Linked DNA regions of Mus musculus: region 1 is linked to region 2. A link is a contact called in public HiChIP or PLAC-seq data. All regions are on one chromosome and are shown on one strand. Each heading gives the region's core, a stretch centred on a gene start, on an enhancer-like site or on the middle of the called end of the contact. The rest is flanking DNA. Distances are from core to core; before and after follow the strand shown.

Evidence for each region. HiChIP or PLAC-seq counts read pairs in DNA pulled down with a chosen protein or histone mark.
Region 1: a contact with region 2 is called in an H3K27ac HiChIP or PLAC-seq map of SST interneurons, with 7 times the contacts expected there. The contact joins two enhancer-like sites. A contact is called at or near these places in 1 of 484 Hi-C or Micro-C datasets (cerebral cortex) and 1 of 115 datasets of contacts at active chromatin or transcription factors (SST interneurons).

The regions. Positions count from the first base shown.
Region 1 is chr12:97,831,564-97,839,080 of GRCm38.p6, reverse strand. No RefSeq gene overlaps it. Among named protein-coding and RNA genes, the nearest start is that of Gm35326, 38 kb to the left of the region's middle. Within about 2 kb of position 2,655, at least 52 of the 459 cell types and tissues checked have an H3K27ac peak or open chromatin away from gene starts, as enhancers often do. A contact at or near this core is called in SST interneurons, where this site is marked.
Region 2 is chr12:97,508,980-97,516,192 of GRCm38.p6, reverse strand. No RefSeq gene overlaps it. Among named protein-coding and RNA genes, the nearest start is that of Gm35274, 230 kb to the left of the region's middle. Within about 2 kb of position 4,097, at least 10 of the 459 cell types and tissues checked have an H3K27ac peak or open chromatin away from gene starts, as enhancers often do. A contact at or near this core is called in SST interneurons, where this site is marked.

The sequences.
Region 1 (7,517 bases), core at 1,406-3,905, 320 kb before region 2:
TTTCCTCCCTTTGGACCCTTTCTCCTAGCTGAGTCATGATGTGACTTGATGTGTCAGAGCAGGTTGTTCCTCCTAGGGGAGGGGGCACCCCTTCTCTGAGGAGAAGAGGAGGAGAAAATGGGATAAGATGGTTTGGAAGGTAGGATTGGGAGGAGAAGAAGAAGGGGGCCTGTGAATAAATAACAAAAAGAAAAGAAAAGAAAAGGAAAGGAAAGGAAAGAAAAAAATGACCCTGCTGAATGTGCATTGTGTACTTTGTGTGTATAAGTGTTCCTATAATATGCATATATAGTATATGTATTCGTGGGACTGTGTTCATGTGTGTGTTTGTGTATCTGTGTGGTGGGTTCAAATCCACAAGTGTGACTGTGCATGTAGAGGCCAGAGGTCAATTTTGAGTGTCTGATTATTCTTCACCTTAAGTTTTGAGGGAGGGGCTTATTTTTGGAGCTCAGTCAGTGATTATGGCTAGATTATATAGCTAGTGAGCTCAGGAAAGAGCCAGCTTCTAGTCTCCAAGAGCTGGGATTGTAGATGTGGTTAATTCCATGTGTGCGCTGGGGATCCAAAGGCAAGTCTGCATGCTTTACTTACCTGCTGATCCCAGCTCTGTTGGTCACTTTTTACATTAGTACCCTGGTCATGGTTATGTTTAACTTGTTGCTTGCTGGTTCCAGAATCGTTGTCACATATAACTCTCATTCTGATTGCTTTGTCTCTTTATAGTTATGTTCCTTTTGCCTTTTGATTGACAGCCAGATATGCTATGTATGCATTAGAGTTCATCATGGGATGAATGTTTTGTGTTACAGATGAGATGAGGAATTCTTTATGTAAATATAAGACGAAAAAGCTGGAGGGGGCTTCTGCGTACATTGGATATGTCTTGAATAGAGAGGCAAGTAGGTGGGAAGGCAGAGTTACCCTAGTCAGTTGTGCTGTGATTGAGGCTGCTGTTCCTAATTAAATTACTCTGAATGCACCACAAATGCCAAGGTCCTCTGTGATATCTTGGTGTTAGGGTTGGATACATATATGTTTTCCATTCCCGTGTTTCTATAAGTTAAGGGTTTTCCTTTGAGCAGCAATCGAAGGGAATTCACCTACCACACTGTACCAGGCTGTGCTCACCTGGAAGTGGGCCCTGCTTATTGGGTAGGTAAGGAAAGAAGTACGTGTTCTCTGATGTGTGGAGAAATCTTACTCTCAGGAGGGTCTCTCAGAGCTTTCAGGTTTGCCCTTTGATCAGTACACAGCCTTGACTGACTCCCTCTGTTGAGTTGCAATATATTTTTCCCACTCTGCGCCTAAAAGTCACATCAAGAGTTCCCCTTCATAAGACAAGTTAGGAGTTTTGTTCAGGAAGAACAGACTATGGGCAGAGTCACAATACTGCTTGATATTCACCATAGTCTCACACGCCATCTGGGAAACTCTCTTGGAACTCCTCCTCCCTACAGTGCCTGATGGAATCCATCAAAGGCATGTGCACAAGACAGGATTTTGACTCCTGGAATACCATAGTCTCATGCAGGCACCATTCCTTACTTGGAAACTGCTATATTGGTTTGCAATAGCTTAGAATATAACTGTTCTTCCCACAGGGTTAAACAGAGCCCAGTATATTCTGTCCCAATTACACAGATCCTTGGTGCCTAGTCTTCATTAAAGTTTCAGTGTAAACATCAGGTTATTCTCCTTAAAATCTGAAATTTCTGATGATACAAGACCTGGGCAATAATTTTCAGTTGTGTATTTTGAGGTCTTATAAGTGTTCCATATATTTATGTGTACATTTCTCTATCTAAGTCATTTGTTTGGGCAAATATTTAGCAGGTTCTAAGATACAAACAACAGCGTAGTCCATGTGATAGACCATTTCTTTCTTCTTTTATTACAGACATATGATTGTAATAATATCATTTTCTGGTTAATAAAAATTCTCCATTTTATGTTAAAGGTTGCTGCTAGTTGAGTTTACACATTTTACAAAAGAAGCGAAAGTTCTCCATAGACGGATACTTCTGAAGTTTCTTCTGGAACTCACGTTGTTCCTATGACGCATTATTTGACAATACAACCACCCTCCCAACCATCTTTGAGAGTGTGCATGGTGTCTCATCCATCTTTGTTTTTTCTAATATTGAATAAGCTCTGTGGTTCAGAATGAGAAGTGGAGTGCTTGCTTGTGTTGTTGAGTACCTCTGTGTCACTCTGAGAATTGATTTTTCTCGAGAGTCCCTTGCTTTCGCAGGGATGCATCTGAAATGACCGAAGTCATCCTCCAACTATGTGGCTTCCCTGAGCGGATACGCCGAGTGCTCTTTAGGTGTGCTCCAAGAAGCACCAGGCATGTGTTAAAACACTCTGTCTGTTCTCTGAGGGGCCTTGTTTTACTTAGCCTGGCATCCAGAAGCCACTGGCTGATCTCCAGATTTAGCTATGATTTCTCACAGTTGGAGTATTTTTTTTTTTTAATGCTCAATGACAAATGGCATTTTAATTTGAACTCCATAAGGCAAGAAGCTTCCATTAAGGGAACAAGTACAAGTAGACATGAAGGAGAAGAGTGACTGTCTTCATTATGGGTGTGCAGTTCAGCAGAAATGATGCCCTGAGTGAATCTTAAGTAGCAGAGCAGACTGCAATCCCCTCCACTCAGCTGTGCAGCCGGTGAATATGGTAATCTGGGTGGCAGGAGCCCACACAGCTGCTCCTCCACAGTGCAGTCTGACTCAGGGATTTGTTTGTGTAGCAAAGCTCATGGAACCCTTCATAGCTCATGCAAGAGAAAAGAGTGACCCTGATTAGCAATGAGCTCTTTAGATGCTGGTTTTAAAAACCTGGAACGTGAGGAGCAGATAGTAAAATTTAATGTGGAAAAATGAATTTGACAGCCCTCCCTCTCCCATTTCCTATTCTGTGTATACACTGATAGTACACTAAGGGTGATGTTTTGAACATCTCTGTAGACTTAAGGCCACCGATTTTCCAGGTCAGACTGTGTGCAGCTTGTTGTTGACTCTACTTTGTCATTCTACTAAGGGAGGTGTGATGGGATAGTGGAGATATGAGAAAGATGGAGAGATGGAACGCGTTGTGTTTCTGTTTTTGCTAATTTGTCACATTTTTTAACCTAATTAAGTAATATAATTTTTATTACTTGAGGTCTTCTACCTATAACATAGAGGGAAAAGCATTAACGTCATAGAATCTTTGTGATGAGAAACTAATATCTTGTCAGAGACACTTCTTCCTGCAGTCGAGATGCACTACTACAGAAATGCACTACTGGACAATGTATAGAAACTGAGAGTCCTAAATGGGATGTCTCCATCAAATCCCTCCCCTCAGAACTCAGGGAACTATGTGGAGGTCTTGGGAAGATTAGAAGAGCCAGAGGGGATGGATGATACTAAGAACACAAGAATTTCTAAACACATTTGAACTTGGAAACCAGCAGCACACACAGGGCCTGAAAAAATTCAAGACAAATGGGGTCCCTTTCTTGAGTTCAGCAAGTAGACACACTCTTATTCCCAACTAAGAATCCTTCTCCAATTAACAACTACTCACAAAGGAAAAATTGGCCCATTCAAGGGAGTGTCCCTGGGTAGTCAACACAAAACAATCTCTAAGATGCTTTTATACATTTTTCTTTTGTCTCATATTGCTTACTTTGGGTATTTTTAATTTATGTATTGGTCTTTTGCTTGTATATTATGGTTTCCAATTTTGAGTTTGTATGGCTTTTGGTGTGTGTGTGCGTGCGTGTTTGTATGTCTACATGTGTATTCATTTCTCATGCTCTGTATTAGCTTTCATTTGTTTGTTTATTCGTTTTGTTGTATCCTTGCTTGTTTGTCTTTTTAAGTTGCCTGGCTCTTATCTTAAGAGATAGAGAAAGAAAGTGTAGACTTGGGAGGATTGGGAGGCGGGAAGGATCTGGAAGGAAATGAGGGAGGGAAACTATGATCAGAATATATTGTATGAAAACAACTTTATTTTCATTGAAAAATAAAATTAAAAAATAAAATATTATCTTCAGGACATCTGACATATGGATGGTATAGAAGTACAATAACATAATGGATATTAGATATAACGTAACTACCTTATCTCATACACAACATCATAGCTATTATCCCTTTTGGGCTTGGGAATGTGATCAGAATTAACTTTTACAAACTTGTAAAACTATACCCTGGTAGATTTTATTGTTTTCATATGTTAGCATGAAGGATTATATAAAGTCCCATATTATTGAGGGAATACAGGGTTGTTGTGTGAGTTGTTTTTCCTAGGAAGTAAAATTGGTATGTGGCCAGTAGGCAGAGAGCCTCTGTGATGTGAGGTATTTTTAGCTTCTTTCTATAGCCATGAAGCCATTGAAGAATGGGTGTTCCTAGACACGGGGTCCCTGAGCAACTGTGAGAAGCAAAGCTTGAGCAATGCATTGATGACCATGACTATGGCGGCCATAATGTGAATAAGAACTGCATGCTGCTGTTGGAACCCAGGAGACACTTTTGTCTATTCCTGCAATATCGACTAGCCCATCCCAATTGCTACAGGCCCTACATCTTAATTCTTTTCTGTGTAAGAACTTTGTCTTGATGCCGAGAGTTCCGTCAAACCATAAGGATCATTTCTTTTTATCATTTGTTTTGCCCACCTTGTGCATCCCCTTGGGACTTTATGTCTATCCCCTTGGGGAGAGTAGCTCAAGTCTTTGAGAGATCCACACTTTCCCATTGCCTTACTGCTGCTTCCTGGATGTCCACTAGATGTTAGTCAGCTTTCTGTACTGTCATAAAATATATAAGAACTAACTTGACAGAAGAAAACATTCATGTTGCCTCATGTTTTCAGAGGGCCTTGTGCAGAGGCCCTAAACATCACAAGCAGGATCTTTGGAAACAGAGCACGGTGGCTCTAATATTTGTTGTCACCTTGACATGGCTGAGAAGAGAAAACTTCAAGTGAAGAATTGTCTCTATCAGTTTTCTTGTGGGCATGTCTGTGGGGGATGTAGATCTTCTTGGTTTCAAATTGGTGTAGGCGAGCCTAGTCCACAGTGCGTGATGTCTTCCTACATACATAGACTTGGACTATATAAGAAAGATAGCTAAGCAAACCAGAGAAAAGAAGCCAGTAAGTACCATCCTCCATGATCTCTGCTTCAGTTGCCTCCAGGTTCCTGCCTTGAGCTCCTGCCCTGGCCTTCCTAGATGAATGGCAATAGCCTATAGGTCATGGTGCTTATCACAATAACAGTATCTGCTTTAGTATCAAGCCTGTCATGAGCCTCATAGTTATTTTTTATACATGTGCTGTGATTATTGAGTTTTACCTACTGACTATAGCTATACTGAAAGTCTGGAAAATGCTCTCCCTCTTATGGATAGCAGCCAGAGGACAGCTCACCTGTTGGCCAGGGGCTGTGATTCTCCTATATGTGGTACTGGTGGTAGTTATGTGTCCCTGTTTTAAGGGATACTTTTGAGTTGATGTCCATGCCAGGGAAGTTGCGAAAATCCTCCCTGAATCTAGCACCATACCATGTTCTGTGAGAGACACAAAGTCATGCTTTCTGTTCCCCACAGCGTCTACTTTGTCCTTGATTGCCTTTTCGGTGAGCAGGCGGGTGCCGCTCTTCATTTTACCTCTGCTTGGTTAATTGCAGTGATTTCAAGAGACACAAATGCATCTGACAAGTCTCATTGGAACGAAAATTCCTTCAGATTAACAACAAATTGATCTGATTACCTAATCCTGGTATCATTCAAAAGAAAAGGGCTGGCTGGATTGGAGTGGCAATCTTTATTCAAATCAGTCTGTGAGAAAATAGAGAGTAAGAGAAGCTTGAGGGGAATGCTAAAAGCTGCCCGCACCCTGAGGTTCCCCAAATATCCAGATCTCAGATATTTTTATATAGACATGGGTGAGATAGGTATTTAAGAACTATTAACTTTACAGGTTTATTAATGTATCTTTCTGTAACAGTGGGATAAGTTTATTTCCTGCTAGTGATTATCTAATTATTATTTTTTACTTAGAGATATATTTAAATCATATGCACCTTGGGAATATCAACAGAAGCATGGTGAATCCTGGCTGTGTTCTGCAGTAGACTTGGCACGCATGTCGGTCTTATCGCTGTAATGGTAGTGAAGGCATAATATATTAATTTATTATAGATTTCTGTCATGGTCACTATCAGGTTTGATGCATTACCTCTGTGGTAAAGACTTATCTGACCCAGTAACGTTAGTCCTTTCTTCTTTCCTTCTCATGGTCTTTAAATATGTCTCTGTAAAGAGAGTCCTCAAATCTCTTCAATCAAATATTTATTCTGTCCTCATCAGATGTCAAATCCTACGCTAGAGTGCACTAACAAAACATTAATTCACGATCTCCCTGCTGTTTTACATCATGTATTTATCAGCCTTTTCTTGGCATGTTCCCTCAGAACATAATCCTTATTCCCAAGAAATGTGAAGTCTAGCAGGAGATGATTTTAGAGACTGTCAGTTAAAGACCAAGCATGTTTTACATGCTTCCTTACGATGGGAGACCACTTTTGTTCTGCTGGCTCCTCTATATCTCAAAATTTCATGATATCAATCTGAAATGTCCCCCATAGTCTCAAGTTTTTTATTGTCCCCAAACTGCTGGTAGTGTTGGAAGAGACTTGAGAGACTGGAGGAAACTGTTTGAGAGTTATAGCCAGATCTCTGATTCTGTCCTTACTTGCTGGTACCTGATCTTCCGGATATAAACTGCCTCTGTCCCAAACCCCTGCCATCTTGAATCCAATTTGCCTTGCCTTCCTTTCTTTGACTACCTTAATCCTTCTGAATCATGGTCCAGATAAATCTTTTCTGCTGTTTATGCCACAGTGACACAGACGGTACCAATACACATAATTTAGTTGAAAAACATCATAGAACAGCAGTGACTATTTAGGGAAGTCATGTGAGACATAGTTGGCTAAGAAACCATAAGGGGACAATGATTGTACAGGTTACTGGCGGGGAAATGTCTTCATTAACATAAAGAAACACACAAGAATGTGTTGGGAGTGACCCAGTTTGAATGTTAACTGCCTTGTCAGCCATAAGTGCTTACTTACAAAGTCTTGGCCTTAGTGGAAATGTATCAGCTTAGCTGAGATTTCTGTGGGAAAAAGTTGAGGCCTCTATGGGAAAGTACTATCCCCAGTTAAGAACACATAGCTATAGATCTTGTGGACAGGTGCCAAGCAACCCATTCTGTTCTGTTCCTCCTGCTGAACTGTTTACCTAGCCAAGATCCTGCTTTTGGGAACAGGTGCGTTCACCCAGAAACAAAGCGATTCTGTGCCATCCCCCTCCCCATACCCTGCTTCTGTGGGCATAAAACCTGCCTGGGAACAATAAAAATTTGACAGCTTGATCAATCAGACTTGCTGTCCATCCTTGTGTTTCTCGCCCTTCATTCTCTCCACAAGTGGTTCCCCAGACCCTGTTCAACTG
Region 2 (7,213 bases), core at 2,848-5,347:
AAACTTTGTGTCCTGATAGTAGAATTTCATGCCATTAATACCAAACCATCGAAACAGTAATCCCTAATTCTTGGCATACAGGAGACATTGCATAGACTCACTTTGGTTATTTGGATGTCTATCCAAAATGGTGCCTCCTATGAAGGAATTCTATTCTGAGAGCCCATGAATCATATCCAGCCCTTACGGGTAATAGTAACGATGTTGTGTTTTATGATGATTCAACAAGGTATCATAGAGCTTTGTATTAATAGTACCGCCTCTGTTCTGAGAATATATCCATAACGCATTCCTCCTACTACAAAGTGGCAAGCTTTGAAGTACTTCTTATATAACAAAAGAGACTGTGCATGTTTTATTGTTAAATAATTTACTTTTTAAAAAAGTGTTTAAATGGTTTCATAACTAATTTTCTGTGACTTTCTAAATATTGTACTTTGACAAATACATAATATCTCATATCTAGTACCCAGTGCTTCTAACAGTCTATATTCAGTGTTCTCAGACCTTGGTGATTATAACTCTTATATGGATCTCTATTTTATATGCATTAACTTTTAGCCTACAATTCTACTGACTAACAAAGCTGAGCAGTTGTTACATGCGAGGATACTTATTTTCAGCAGAAAAAAGTGTGCACACATGGATACATGCTCTGTACATATGTGAAAATATGCAATCTATATTTGGGGATATATTCAGATAAATACCCTTTCCCTCCAGAAGAGATTTCATCGCTTAAGCATATATTTAAATCGGTCCTGGAAAGGTACCATCCTCTAAGTGGAAACTCCGTCAATGTGGTTACATCATCTGCTCCTTTAACCGAAGGCCATTTGGTTGCGGTTGAACGGGTTTAGAGTCATCCACTTAGTAGGTTTTGGAAAGAGAACTTTGTAGGGAGGAGTCTGGGAAGATTTGAAAAAGAAATGGAGACTGATTTGATGAAAGCACATCACATGCATGATGGAATCTCAAAGAATAGGAGAAAAGGCTAGATATTAGAATTTCATTTATGACCCTGTAACCATAGCAGATCTTATGCTTGTAATGCCTAGCTGTTTTATTTTTGAGATTAAGATATTATTATGAGATTATGATATAATTTCTTCTTCCCTTTTCTCTTGGAGCCCTCCCATATATATGCTCTTTTCAATCTTATGTTCTCCTTTTTATTGTTATTGTACTTATATATGTATATGTATATACATATATTCTTAAATATAGCCTTCTTAGTCTATTATAATGTTACTTATATGCATTTTTTAGGGCTGACAATGTGATATTAGATAACCAGTTAATGTACTCTTCTTGAGAAGAGTATTTATAATGTATAATGTATAAAAATTAGTATATACATATGTATAATATGTATGGGTGTTTAGAGATATGTCTGTAAATGATAATAAATACAGATATATATTCTCTTCTTTCTACCAGAAATTTTATCTTCACTTGTCCTAGAAAGAATAAAAAAGCATTGGCCTTGGAGCATATGATGAAATCCTATGAACTGGTTTCAATCTCTACTCTTTATATTGGTGCATAAGTTTCTTGTCCTTATTAAGCATGCCTATGCACTAAAAGGCCCTGCCATTCATCAGTATGTCCATACTGAGAAACTCCAAACCTTAAGCTACTATTTGAAATTCTTTTGCCTGAGGTCATCCTTGGGAGGTGCAATATAAATAAAATTAGTAAAATTTAATACTTGTTAATTTCCAAGATGTCTTGGAAATGACTCATAGCATTATGTGAGCAAGATGTTTAATGGAATACAGAAGAACTTTTCTCCATGATCCTGGTAATATGTCCCACAATTACTTCGTGGAATAATCTGTGTCCTGCCACAGTTTTGCAAAGGGCAGAGATGCCTGCTTTGCAAACATCTAGGTTCATTCTTCATTTTGTGTAGATGTCTATTTGGTGGCTAATACTTGGAGACCTACAAAGACCTTATGTATATGTTACATCTATTAGTTGAAGGGAACTATTTTTTCATCTCTTTGCTCACACAAACATGTGCTGTGACACATATGGGCCTGTGACATTCTGTAATAGACTGAAATGTACTAAGATATCTGCTTATTCTTGCCTGTATAAACTTCTTCTAGATAAAGATACTATCCCAAATGGAAAAAAATACCATCAAGTTTCGTGACTATGTGTTTAGATGAGCCTTAGAAATGATTAATCAAAACTCATCTTTATGGGCAGTAGTGGTGCATGTCTTTAATCCCATCTCTTGGAAGGCTGAGCCATGTGGATTGTGAGTTTGAGGCCAGCCTGGTTTATGGAGCAAGATCTAGGCTACACATAGAGACCCTGGCCAAAAGACAAAACAAAACAAAACAAAACAAAACAAACAAACAAAAACAAAACAAAAAACTCAAACCAACTAACCAACCAAACAAAAAAACCCAACAACAAAAAGCTCAAGCATTTTGATGGATATCCATCACTGGCTGGAAAAATAAATGAGAGAACAGCTAACTCTGCTTAAGAGTGGGGAGCTATCAGATTAAGGAGCAGAATGAGTCTTTGTCATCCAGGATCTGTAAATGTTTGAGGACCATTGATGAGAAGTAGATGAGAACCATGCTGTAGTTTGGGATGTACTGTGATTGATTAAGAGTTTGTATTCATTTTTATGGAGCTTTAAACAGCTAGATCAGGCTAGGGGAAATCTCCAGGAGAGATTTATGGAAGGGAGTGACATGAACTATACTGGCTGAAGCTTGGAACATCTTGAAGTGTTAGAAGGCTGGAGAGGATCAAGGAATGTTATCTAGCCATGCTGGGCTGATAGACTCTAAAACAGAAGTGATTGTGTAAAGATTTTCCACAAATAACAACCTCATTTCTTCATAAAACATCAGTATCTTCATCCTTTACAGTGAATGTATTTCTATACTCTACACAGATTATCCTTTTCTAAGGAATCCTACATTGTTCCTTCCATTTGTTTCTTGTAAATACTTGCAGTGAGATACAGAATAGCTATTATTACCATCACCGAACCCAAGGGAGCATTCCACAGCTTCTTCCTTGTTGGATATAAGAATATTGGGCTTTTGGTTGGTCAGGTAACCTTATAACCTATGGTTTTATATTATGTGTATAATCACACAATATATTGTACCCCAATCTCCTTTTAAACTTCTCAGTACTCAGAGTGGGAGAGATAGGCCAATGGTTAAAAGGACTTGATACATAAGCATGAGGGTTTGAGTTTGGATCTATGCAGTCCCATAAGAAGCTGGGTGTGGCTGCATGACTGTAACCCTGGTGCTGTTGAGGTAGGAGACAAAGGATTCTTTAGGGCTTGCTGGTCTCCACTCTATTGTTCAAGACAAGCCTAAGAGTGATATCATAGGTCAGTCAGTGTCATCTTCTTGTTTCCATAGGCATGTGGAAACACACACACACACACACACACACACACACACACACACACACACACACACAAACACACACAAACACACATCAAAGTACTATGACCACTTCCTTCCTTCCTTAAACTTCCCAGATGAATGAAACTGAAGTGATTGTTTAGCTATGAATCAGCTTTTGTATTCAATAGCAAAATCTTAAGAGATAATAAGTTGCATTCAGAAGACCAAGGATTGTTCACCTCCCACTCCCCCAACTCACTCTTAGTCAGGTTTGTTGATATTGCACCAGCATTGAGTTTCTAGGTGCAAACTTTGTTTCGCTTTCCTTTTAGCTGAATGGACAGTTTCTCAAGCTCCAACTTGAATCAGCGATCATAGAATTCCCACTATGTATTAATGCAAAAGTAGTACAAGTCTGCAAAGGGAAAGCGTAATGCTGCTCTGGGTAGCTCTGTCTGTGAGCAACAATCATGGACTTGTGAGAGGAGGATGGAGGCTGAACTGCAAACACTTGCTCAGAACTCTAATTGTCTTTCCGAAAGCATCAGCTCAAATGCATTTGGACAAGTTAAATGCTTCTCCTTTTTTTTTTTTCTTCCTCGGAGGAAGTTCATTTCTGCATAGCAGTTATCACACAGCAATACACACTGAATTATGGGCCTGCTCACTCAGCCGATTGTTGGTGTGTGTAATGGAGCACCTGTTAGTCAAGAAATCCCTGGGATACAAAACTGTTCAGCCAAGCAGACTTCTTCAGACAGACGGAGGGCCTGCAGAACATTCCCGCTGAATTATGCAAGATTTTCTGGTTTACGGTCATTAAAGGCAGTGATAAAGCAGCTGTCGCTGAGGAGGATGTTGTCAAATATCAATGCAAAGACTAGAAATCGCTACCCAGACACCATTCCTCTCATTACTGCGAGCTTCTTGCTGTTTTTTTTTTCTCTTTATAAATCCTCCTTTTGATAAGATTATAATTTGCCTGACTAAATATTTGCTCCAGGCATCACCTTGATGTGGAAGTTTAAATGAGCAAAATGTGTAATCCATGTCTGTGCACTGTAGATTTTAAATTGAGTTTCCCAAGAAAAAGGCTTTAAAGTGATGTTGTGGTGGCTTTTCTTGTCTTTCTTTTTATTTTCCACTTGCAATGCAGTTGAGTGGCTTCTTTTAAACTAGTCCATTCGTTTCTAGTCTGCTTGCCAAGACAAACTGGTTTGAACTGGGTGAGAGGGAGGATTGAGAAAATGAAATGTTGCAAAGATGAATATTCTTTCTAATTTGCTAATGGCACCTGTCTGGGATTTTAAAGATTACTAGTGTTTGATCTGTGAATGGTGGGAAAGAGAATGCTTCAACATTGCCCAGGTGTGAGGCATGCTAGGCACCATGGGACATCCTGGGGACAGGATGGTATGCTCAGTAAATAACAACTTAGGTTGACAGTGATAGAGCAAATATTTGGATGTCTCTGAGGTGCAAACCACACACAGAGGCAAATGTTTATTGAGGCAGTACAATAGAATCCCATTCAAGGAACACGGTTTTGTATCATAAGAAGTGGAGATCTGAAGATTGTATGCTATTTCCATATCAAGTGGCCATGCTCGGTCACTAACAGATGTCAAGTAGTGGCTGCGAATGTTCTTGTTAAGTTAACGGGGCTTTTTGTTTCTGTGTTTTATTAAAGGCATTGAAGAAATGACTTCTATAGTGAGAAAAGACACCTTAAAAATATGTTGTAAAGATCGGTAAGCCCAAACAACAATAATAGTTCGCAACTATAAGTATAGTTTCTTATCTTGTCTCATGTAAATTTGAGAAGTAAGGTTTATTAAACAACTGATAATTTTTATTGTAAAACACATGCAAGTAGAGGGGTAATGTTGGAGAAAGAATAAGAGGCTCAAGAGGAATGAAATGGGGATGAAAGAAAATAATTGGGGTGGATATAATAAAATACATTAGATATACATAGGAAATTGTCAATGAATTGAGTTCAATTCCAAGGGATGCATCTATGATACAACTCCAAAACTGAGGCAGGAGGATTTTGAGTCGAAAAACAGCTTATGCTATATAGCAAGACTTAGTGTCAAAAAACAGAAAGAAAATAATTGAGGTTATCCAAAGTTGTGTTCTATCTTGTTAGTAAAATTATTGTGTAACATCAAACAGTATTATAGATTTAAAATACTACTATAAAAGAGAACTTTGAGATAAAATAAATATTTGCTAAAATTTTATTGCATTTCTGAAGAACAAATTGTAACAATGAAGTTATCATTTCATGACATTTGTGGGGACATTCTATTTCTCAAATGATCTAGTCATGTGCTTCTCAAAGAACGGGAGGAATGGGCAATAATATATGTAATGCATAGATCGTGGCACGTCTATGTGTGTTTCATATGTGTCTCTCCCCAAAATGGTAATTCGTATTTTAATGTGCTTTGCTCTACATTTACTCAGTATTTTACCTTATATAATTAAGTACTTGGTCAAATTCAATAGAAACACTCAAAGGAAAACAAAAAGCAGGAGGGCAGTAGAGTATGCATTGCAGTTTCATGCCTCTATCCATAGACAACATGGGAAATATGAGATGGATAGGAACATTGAAAAGGGCTTTGGCACTATCAGTGTCTTACAAGCTCAGGTAAAGGACTTGTACCTGTGGTTGTTGGAATTTTAATTCCTTACATTGTTTTCTTCGAGTTAGAAATACAGAGAGTTGGGAAATAAGATTTTAAAATCTCATATGATTTAAATTTAGCTTCTTTATTCTTTTTGATATCTGGTTCCTCATTTGTATTTTCATAAAAGTTTCAGTAAAAACAATGCATTTGATATTTAGGGACTATTCTAGTCATTTATGTGCATGATATGTAATTATACTGTGTATATGTACCTCACAATGTTTCTGAAACAAGTTAAGTTTTGCATTACTAAGCATATCATAATACCAAGAGTTTCAGGTGGGTTTTATAGGTACATGAAAGGTTACAAACATATCCTGATATTAAATAGATATACAGAGTCATTTAAAGGAGTCAATTAGTTTAAAATAAACCCCAGTTGTGATATGAAGTTTTAAGATCTATTCTTTGAAAATTTAAAATGACGTCTCCATTTCCTCAAACAATTATGAGACAACAAAATGAAAGAAGTCAACAAATCAGTCATTATGTACTTTCTATTTCCCAGTCATTGTTCTAAATGAAAGTCTCTCTAAATCATTTGTATGAACGCTGATTGCACTCTTTCTGTATTAGTTTAACTGATGGACTAAAACCTCCAGGGTTATTCTGTGGGAAGCTGGAGAAACCAAATGCCTCTGAGTCATGGCAGTGGTAAAGGCTTCCCCATAAGGATCAGGCTCAGAACTGACAAATCCTTCCTCTAGTCTGTGTGCGAATATTGACAGTATGTGCAAAAGTTAGCAAATGCAACTCCCTCCTCTGGGATGATTGCAAACTAAGATTTAGCTCCTCCTCTCAATGCTGTAGAGAGAGAGAGAGGGGAAGAGGGAGAGGGAGGGGGAGGGAGAGGGAGAGGGCAAGTGGAGAAGAGGGAGGGAGGAGGGAGAGAGAGAGAGAGAGAAAGAGAGAGAGACCTTGAGGTTCAGTTTGTTGCTTAGTTGGTGTTGCTCCAACAGAGTGAACACAGCCCACCTGATCAATCTTCTCTATATATGTGTCTGTCCTTTCTCTCTACTTTCATTGCATCAGTCAGGTTTCTAGGACCAAGCCACATAGGACACAGCAATATTAAGTTATCAGTCCAAAGCCACCAATTTTCTGTGGCAAAATTGGAAT